Linked DNA regions of Triticum aestivum: region 2 is linked to region 1. Evidence: chromatin contacts called from public Hi-C data. All regions are on one chromosome and are shown on one strand. Each heading gives the region's core, a stretch centred on a gene start, on an enhancer-like site or on the middle of the called end of the contact. The rest is flanking DNA. Distances are from core to core; before and after follow the strand shown. Region 1 holds the start of LOC123072161. Region 2 holds the start of LOC123072164 (2-hydroxyacyl-CoA lyase).

Evidence for each region. Hi-C and Micro-C count contacts between places; a contact is called where the count stands out from the background.
Region 2: a contact with region 1 is called in a Hi-C map of leaf, with 6 times the contacts expected there. The contact joins the promoter of LOC123072164 here to the promoter of LOC123072161 in region 1. A contact is called at or near these places in 3 of 5 Hi-C or Micro-C datasets (all in leaf) and 1 of 1 datasets of contacts at active chromatin or transcription factors (leaf).

Annotation. Positions count from the first base shown.
Region 1 is chr3B:747,115,812-747,119,965 of IWGSC CS RefSeq v2.1, reverse strand. LOC123072161 reads left to right here and starts at 2,392. Exons shown (of 7, transcript XM_044495721.1): 1 at 2,392-2,862; 2 at 3,128-3,246; 3 at 3,321-3,386; 4 at 3,695-3,892. The coding sequence starts at 2,556. It overlaps LOC123072162 (thiamine pyrophosphokinase 1), which reads left to right. Exons shown (of 6, transcript XM_044495722.1): 6 at 1-163.
Region 2 is chr3B:747,507,610-747,511,763 of IWGSC CS RefSeq v2.1, reverse strand. LOC123072164 (2-hydroxyacyl-CoA lyase) reads left to right here and starts at 1,973. Exons shown (of 2, transcript XM_044495724.1): 1 at 1,973-3,686. The coding sequence starts at 2,280.

The DNA of each region.
Region 1 (4,154 bases), core at 1,143-3,642:
CAGTAGATTATGGTCTAAATTTTGGCTCGTCGATTCTACGTGGATGGATTCTACATATTTTACTGTGATGTGTTGATATAGTTCATTTCATTGGACATTTCGCGTCAGGTGTCCTTGTATTTCAGCATCTTATTTTCTTACTTGTGCATTTCATATTGTCAAAGTGCAAAATGCAGTATTATTATTATTGTTCGAGCTGTGGACTAGTCCACAATTTCGACATGAACTCGTGCATGTGTGTATGTGTGCGTGCGGTGGTGGAAGAGTAGCGTCTCTTGCAGTGGCGGAGCTTGAAAGAAAAAGTTGGGCGGGTCAGATTAAAGAAGAACACACGTTTTTCTAAAATTTTGAATGATGAGCATTAGTATATGATACACGGTTATAAGATGGAGCAAGCACATATGCACATATTTCTGGCTATTGCTTATCAAATGAGCAATTTGGTGTTGCCTTGCTGCTGTGTGTGATGTACTGATGTGTAGTCCATGCAGGCTATTGCTTATCAAATGGGGAATTTGGTGTTGCCTTTGGTGTTGTGTTTATACCGATGTGTCTCAGCAAAATTCAGTTCAGCACCGGCACGTATGGATGTTGGAGCCTTGGAGTAGAGCAGACGCAACACACAGGCCAGGGGCTCATGTGCCCGCAGTTCGGCCCCTTATATTTTAGAAATGATGGAATATTTAGTTTGGCGGGTGGGGGAGATGATAGAGTGTGTTTTATTTTTATTTATAATGCAATGATTTAGTGAGCCCTTCTTGGTGTGATTATACATTATCCGCTAACCAACCTATATTTATGTGGTGAAAATTCTATATCAGTGGTGGCATGTATTACAATGTTGGTGCTACAATATTACATGATGGCGCTTTTTTTTTCAGATGGTGGGAGGGTGCGCGGGATTGATACGTTTTTACATGCCAGTTGTTGCTGATTGACTTGAAAAATCGTTGGCCCGGTCAAAATCTTAAATCAAATCCAAAATTGAAAGAAAGTGGTTCAAAATTAGGAAATATAGTGAATTAAAATAATTGAATGAGAAAACTTGATAAAGTGTTATCCATTCAAAATTGGGTGATCCAATTCTAAATTGAACACCTCAATTAATTGTGGAGTCTTAGAAAATAAGAACCATATTGTATAGTATCCCCTCTATTTCTAAATATAAGTTTTTCTAGAGATTTCAATAGGAGACTACATACGGAGCAAAATGAGTGAATCTACACTCTAAAATATGTCTATATACATTTGTATGTAGTCCATAGTGAAATCTCTAAAAATACCTATATTTATTAGGAATGGAGGGCTTTGAGAAATTGTTGACCCCGTCAAAATGAGGCGATCCAATTTAAATTAAAGACCTTAATTGGACATGACATCTCTAAAACTAGGTTAGTGTTACAGAGGATTAAGCTTCAACTCATTCGGACGAGCAGTTTGAGTGAATCAATATTCTGATGTTTGCGCCCGAAATTTGACAAAACCTCTTTTAGGGTAATTTGACTAAACTTTGACCGAAGGGATGTACCCAAGAAAAGAAGTTTCCAGACGAGAAGCCAGTAACCAGTCCGTGCGTTTAGGCCATCTTCACCGTGACTCCAAAACGTCCAGGTCTGTCCGTTTGGATCTAAACAGATAAATGAAGTGGCTGAACGTGCAACCTCATTCGTAAAAAGACGTCCGCTTTTGGTCCGCTTTGCCCCATCCCGAGCCCAAATTTAGTTCGGCTTTGCGGTCGAGCGGACATCAAGCGAACGCTTTCTCGTCCGCGCCTGGACCCACTGGTCACCCACTCAGGCCTCCCATCGGTCTCTCTCTCACTTTTTTTCTCTCTCTCTCTCCTCGCCATAGCAGCTACAGCAGCGGCGACTCCTCGGCAAAATGCGGCAGGGCCGACGCTGCTGGGGGCGCGGCGGCGGCACGCTGGCGGGCGTGGCCCCGACGAGAGAACGAAGCATGGGCGAGCACGGGAGGCGGGGCGGCGCTGCGGGCATGGTGAGCTCGGACGCGGCACGGGCGCGTTGGCCGGCGTGGCCCCGGCGAGAGAGCGAGGCATGAGCGAGCACGGGAGGCGGGCTGGCGCCGCGGGAGTGGCCACGCGGGCCGGCGCAGGCGCAGGCCGGGCGTGGCGAGCTCGGGCGCGGGCTGGGGGTGAGGCTAGAATTCCTCATTGCCATTCCAAACGGACGAAATCCGGACGAAACGGACGTCCGTTTGGGGTCATGCGATGGAGTTGGATTTAGAATTTTCGATCATCCAGCCACGTCCCCGTCGTGGATGACGTGGACTGTGACTCCCCGAGCAGCGTCCTTATCGGAACCCACTCCCACCATTCTCCCGCTGCCACCGGGCCCCAGCCACTCCATTCCTCGCGCCCACTGCGCCCCGGGACCCACCACCACATTCCTTTCTTCCACCCCAAGAGCAGGGCCGGCTTCTTTCTTCCGCTTGATTTTTTTTCATCAAAGTCGATTTGATACCGGCGCGGATCGGAACGGAACCGAGCTGAGCGGCACTCGCGACCGAGCAAACCCTAACTTGCTGACCATTCTTCGATGGCCAACCCCTCTATGGCGGCCGGCGGCGGGGTGCCGTGGGCGGAGGGGGCCCGCGCCGTCGGGGCCCAGATCCGCAACCGCCTCCGCGTGGCGCCCGTCGACCGCCGCTGGCTCTGGCGCCGCCCCGAGGGCCGCGCCGCCTCCGAGGCCGTGCGCCAGTGGTCCGACCGCCTCCGCGCCATCCTGCAGCGGGACAAGCAGAACCAGGGACCCGACCAGCAGCAGGGCCCCGGTTCCCCGGACGCCAGCGCCGCCGCGGCGGCGAAGCCCTCCTCTAGCGCCTTCAAGTTCTACAGGAAGAAAGGTACGCCAATCTCTTGTCTGGTGCCACTGGTCTCATAGCTCCATGTCAAAAACCATTGCGAAACGAATGCTTGTTTGATGTCACCTGTTGGTAATATCCTTTGTACTACTATCTGAGTCCATAACAATCTGATTTAGCCTAATGAGATGATAAATGTGGCGCTCCGTCCTGGTGATGTATCCTTTATCTTACTCTCATGATACGAGGGGGAATACTGTTTCCCTCATTGCACCAGTTTCTAAATCGCATCACTTTGTCAATGCAGTGGGCAAAGAAGTTAACGGGGTCGAAGACTCCGTGATTTTCCGCTCGCTCCAAGCGCTGGCCGTTCCTCTTATCGGGAATGCTTGCCATGTTTTTATGCATGGCCTTAACTCTGTCCAGGTATTGTAGCTCAAGAGTGATTGATTGTCCGAATTCGAGTGCACAGGCTTCTGCTAACCTGTCAAGTTGTGCAGATTTATGGTGCAGAGAAACTTCAGCAGGCGTTACAAGAGAGGCCTAAAGACAAGCCTCTGCTAACGGTATGTGCTCATGTGGTCGAATAATTGCAAAATGTTACTCCATTTCATTGCATGACATGTTGTCTGAAGGTCGCTAGTAGTCATAAATCCATACTCTTATATGACTGCAACTTGTACTGAAGTGGTGAATTGGTGGTATATGTTCTTTTAGAAGACGATGACCTGCATATTTTCTCTTAAGAATTGTGGCATCGCTTAACTTTTGAACATTAGTCAAGTTTTACATACCGCATTTCTTCCTAACTGCATATTTCTCCACTATGCATTCTTCTAATCACACTATGCTTCTATCATTTTTATAATCCTAGGTCAGCAATCACGTGGCTGCTATGGATGACCCTTTTGTGATTGCCTCCCTTCTGCCACCATCTGTTATGTTGGAAGCACAAAAGCTGAGATGGACACTATGTGCGACTGATCGTTGCTTTACAAATCCAGTTCTGTCCACGTTCTTCAGGTCTGTTAAAGTGTTGCCTGTTAACCGTGGTGAAGGCATCTACCAAAAGGTATGAGATACATTTTGTTTACCGTATGTAGGGGTCTAAAGTTATTTATTTCAGGTATGTGTGCAGTAGATTGGCCATGCAAATTTTGATGTTGGTAAACCAGTTTATTTATGGTATATACTTGGAGAAATGTTGATATTTAGTTTTTTTGACTAATGGTGCCATTTAAACCAGTGTCACATTGTTGGGAGATACTCACTGGGCTTTGCCTAGCTCAGTTAAACTTCCCATCATTATATTAAGACCATGAACTTAACCACTA
Region 2 (4,154 bases), core at 724-3,223, 390 kb before region 1:
AAGCACACCCTCAGCAATTAGCTCATGGAGCTTGGTGCAGCGTTGTGGGCCGATGACGCACGACAATGTGGCATGGCTAGGAGGAAGGGGGTCCACCTACCAATTAAGGAACAATAGCAGTAGCCAAAACGCGAGGAGACGCTCACCTGGGCGGGAACCGCCGCGAAGGACATCCCCAGCGGTAGCGCGAGGCCCCTGCACTCGTCACCGGCGCCCTTGCCGTCGCCTTCGCCGCCGTCTCCTCTCCGAGCGGACAATGGTCGCCGGCGCCGCCGCAGGTGAATCCCCTTGTGCGGCCGGGAGCGCCGAGAGGCCGAGCCGGTCGAGGACGCGGAGGAGGAGGTCCTGTCGGCCTCCGGGGAGTTGCCGGCGACGTGGGCAACCCCGTCCATCGAAAGGGGGGCCGCTGGAGTTCAAGCCCCGCCGCTGGACCTCCTCCCGCACCTCGTAGATCGCCTCCACGCCATCCCCCGAGCAGGATCCGGCCCCTGCCTCGCCTCCTAGACCGGATCTGGCCGGAGATCGTCGTCATCGCGCCCGGCATCGTCTGCATCGCAGCCCCATCTCGCTCGGAACCGGCGAGGAACACCGCCACCATGTACTTGGAGTTGAAGCTTCGCCGCTGGACCTCCTCCCGCGCCTCCTAGATCGCTCCAGCCTCGCCTCCTCGACCGGATCTGGCCGGAGATCGCAGCCGCCGCGCCGGACATCTTCTGCATCGCGGCCAGCCTCGACCTGCAGCTTGTCTCGCTCGCCAGCAACCGAATAACAAAAACACAGGGTCTTTTTTGTAAGAACGACGTATATTATATATCCACTTAAAAAGGGACTGCGGGTTGAATAACAAAAAGGACAGGGACTATTTTGCAAAATCGCTAGCGAAGACGGACGACAGAAACCCAATTTTCTTTATTATTAGGTAAAGATAAAGATTAGATTTTTGTCCGATGGGTTCCTATTTCTCTGGACCCACTACAAATCTAATGTCATGTTTTCAAACATGCCAAAAAAAATTATGTACTGTGAGCCTGGCAATTCCCTTTAGCATGTTTGGCAAATCCTGACTCCATATTCTTAGCGCTTTCAGTTTCTTTTGTGTGTCATGCCAAAAATGCTTTTAGTTTTTTTTTCGAAAGAGGCATCCAAAGGACATCTTATATTTGAAGGAAAACAATACCGGACAATGAAAGACACTTGGAGGCAAACACCAATACAAAACAAAATTACTCCCTCCCTCCCATAATGTAATACGCTTTTTTACACTAGTGTAGTGTTAAAAAACGTCTTACATTATGGGATGGAGGGAGTATACTATACACCATCCTTTTGGAGATTAAAAATTAGACCGAATGAACAATAGAGGAAATGGACATCTGTGGTGACTTTGCCATTCTCAAAATGTTGTGACGGTTCAGTATCTCGAAAGGTGCCATAAGGATACAGTGAGTGTGTTTATATGAGTGAGCGTATATGCGTGTATGCAAGCATTGCCATGGTACCATGCTCAAAATAGAAATTGGCTGAATTTATAATTTGGGTAAAATCGATTTTGTGAAAGGAGAAATAGTTGGAGAGGAAAGAAAGTTGGAGGGAAAGAAAAGACAGTTGTTGGATCTCTCTCTCTCTCTCTCTCTCTCTCAACACTCTATAAAGCCAACGATAGGTGCTGGGGCAGAAGCAACACAATCACATCTAAAAAGAAAAAAGAAAGATAAAGTACAAAAGGAACAAATGCCGAGAACGACGGATCAACAAAAGTCGCGATCGTTATGCTCACCTAAGATCTCCCATCAAGCTTCTAGACTATGAAGCGCACACCTTGAAGAAGGGATTAATAACTGTTGTGACGATCATTAATAACTGTTGTACTGAGCATATTCATCGATAACCATTTTATCTGGAACTATATTGAGTTGCCTATGTATGTTGGCCTGATCACTTCAGTGGAGGGGAAAGTGCTTTTGAACATGATGATGAAGTCTATGCAGACTCTGGCCAACAAACATGTTGGTGGAGGAGAGGAGAGGAGAGGAGAGGAGAGCAAAAGGAGCACTCTTTCCTCTACATCCAGCAGATTTCCCCACCGGCCGCCGGACGCCACCGGAACCAGATACACCGCAGGCTCCGGGGAGGCGCATCTGCCCCGCCTCGCCCGCCGGCACGCCGCCGCCAGTGACTAACTGACCCCCTTTATAAACTTCCGTGTGCCAGCGAACCCACGCCCAACCACTCTGAGCCGGATCGGAGAAGAACCCACCCATCCCCAGACCACCACACAGATGGCGTCCGACTCCGCCGCGAGGGTCGACGGCAGCGCGCTCGCAGGTCGCGCCCTGGCGGCCGCGGGGGCGCGGCACATGTTCGGGGTGGTGGGCATCCCGGTGACCTCCCTGGCCTCCCGCGCCGCCGCCGCCGGGTGCCGCTTCCTCGCCTTCCGCAACGAGCAGTCCGCGGGGTACGCCGCCGCGGCCTACGGCTTCCTCACGGGCCGCCCCGGCCTGCTCCTCACCGTCTCCGGGCCGGGCTGCGTCCACGGCCTCGCCGGCCTCTCCCACGCCACCGCCAACGCCTGGCCGCTCCTCATGGTCTCCGGCTCCTGCGACCAGCGCGACGCCGGCCGGGGCGACTTCCAGGAGCTCGACCAGATCGCCGCTACCAGGCCCTTCGCCAAGCTCGCCGTCAAGGCCGCCGACATCGCCGACATCCCCCGCCTCGTCTTCCAGGCCCTCGCCGCCACCGTCGCCGGCCGCCCCGGCGGGTGCTACCTCGACATCCCCTCCGACGTCCTCCACCAAACCCTCGCCGAATCCGACGCCGCCTCCCTCATAGCAGAGGCCGCGGCCGCGGCCGGTTCCGCCGATCCGTCCCCACCGAAACACAAGTCCCTGGACCAGGGCATCGTGGAGGCGGCCGAGCTGCTCCGGCGCGCGGAACGGCCGCTGATCGTGATCGGGAAGGGCGCGGCGTACGCCCGTGCCGAGGTGGCGATCCAGAAGCTGGTGGACACCACCGGCATCCCCTTCCTCCCGACTCCCATGGGGAAGGGGGTCGTGCCAGATGTGCACCCACTGTCCTCCACCGCCGCGCGTTCCCTCGCCATTGGGCAGTGCGATGTGGCCCTCGTCGTCGGCGCCAGGCTGAACTGGTTGCTTCACTTTGGTGAGCCTCCCAAGTGGTCCAAGGATGTCAAGTTCATACTTGTGGACGTCTCTGAAGATGAGATTGAGCTTCGGAAGCCGCAGGTTGGTCTGGTTGGGGATGCGAAGAAAGTCGTTGAGCTCCTCAACAGGGAGATCAAGGATCAGCCATTCTGCTTGGCGCGGTCGCACCCATGGGTTGATGCAATCACCAAGAAGAGCAAGGATAATGTGCTAAAGATGGAGGCACAGCTTGTGAAGGATGTTGTGCCGTTCAATTTCATGACACCCATGCGGATCATTCGCGATGCGATCCTTGCCGAGGGGAGCCCTGCTCCAGTTGTGGTCTCGGAAGGGGCGAATACCATGGATGTTGGCAGGGCTGTGCTTGTGCAGAATGAGCCAAGGACAAGACTGGATGCAGGGACATGGGGGACGATGGGTGTTGGGTTGGGGTACTGTGTTGCGGCAGCAGTGGCTGAGCCAGAGCGGCTCGTAGTTGCTGTGGAGGGCGACTCTGGATTCGGTTTCAGTGCAATGGAGGTTGAGGTATGTGTAATGACATCCACTACTTGGTTTAATTGTGCAAAAGTATTATTGGTAGTACCCTTCTTTGTTTCACGTTGTTATGCTATTATCATGTTGTTGTGAGCTGAAATTGACATTTTTTGGGTGAGGCAAGCAAGGGTAGTAGATTGGTCACTTCGTGCCACTGTCAATGAGCATTTCTACCGCGCTTGGAAGGTACTGGTACCTCCTAAGCAGAACTGAACACTGAAAAGTAGATGCAACTTCTTACTGGGTTACAGATGCCAAAAGAGAAGATCAAAGACAGCAAACACACATCTCACTCAGCAACATAAATTAATATTCAGAAGACATCTTTAACTCACTGACACAGAAACACAGACACTAAACCCCAGCATTCTATACTTTACGAACAGCTATAGGTAAAATCGAGCTGTGGGGGCTGTGGCAGGGGTGGATGAGTATGGATGGAAGGATGCACCGCAAACG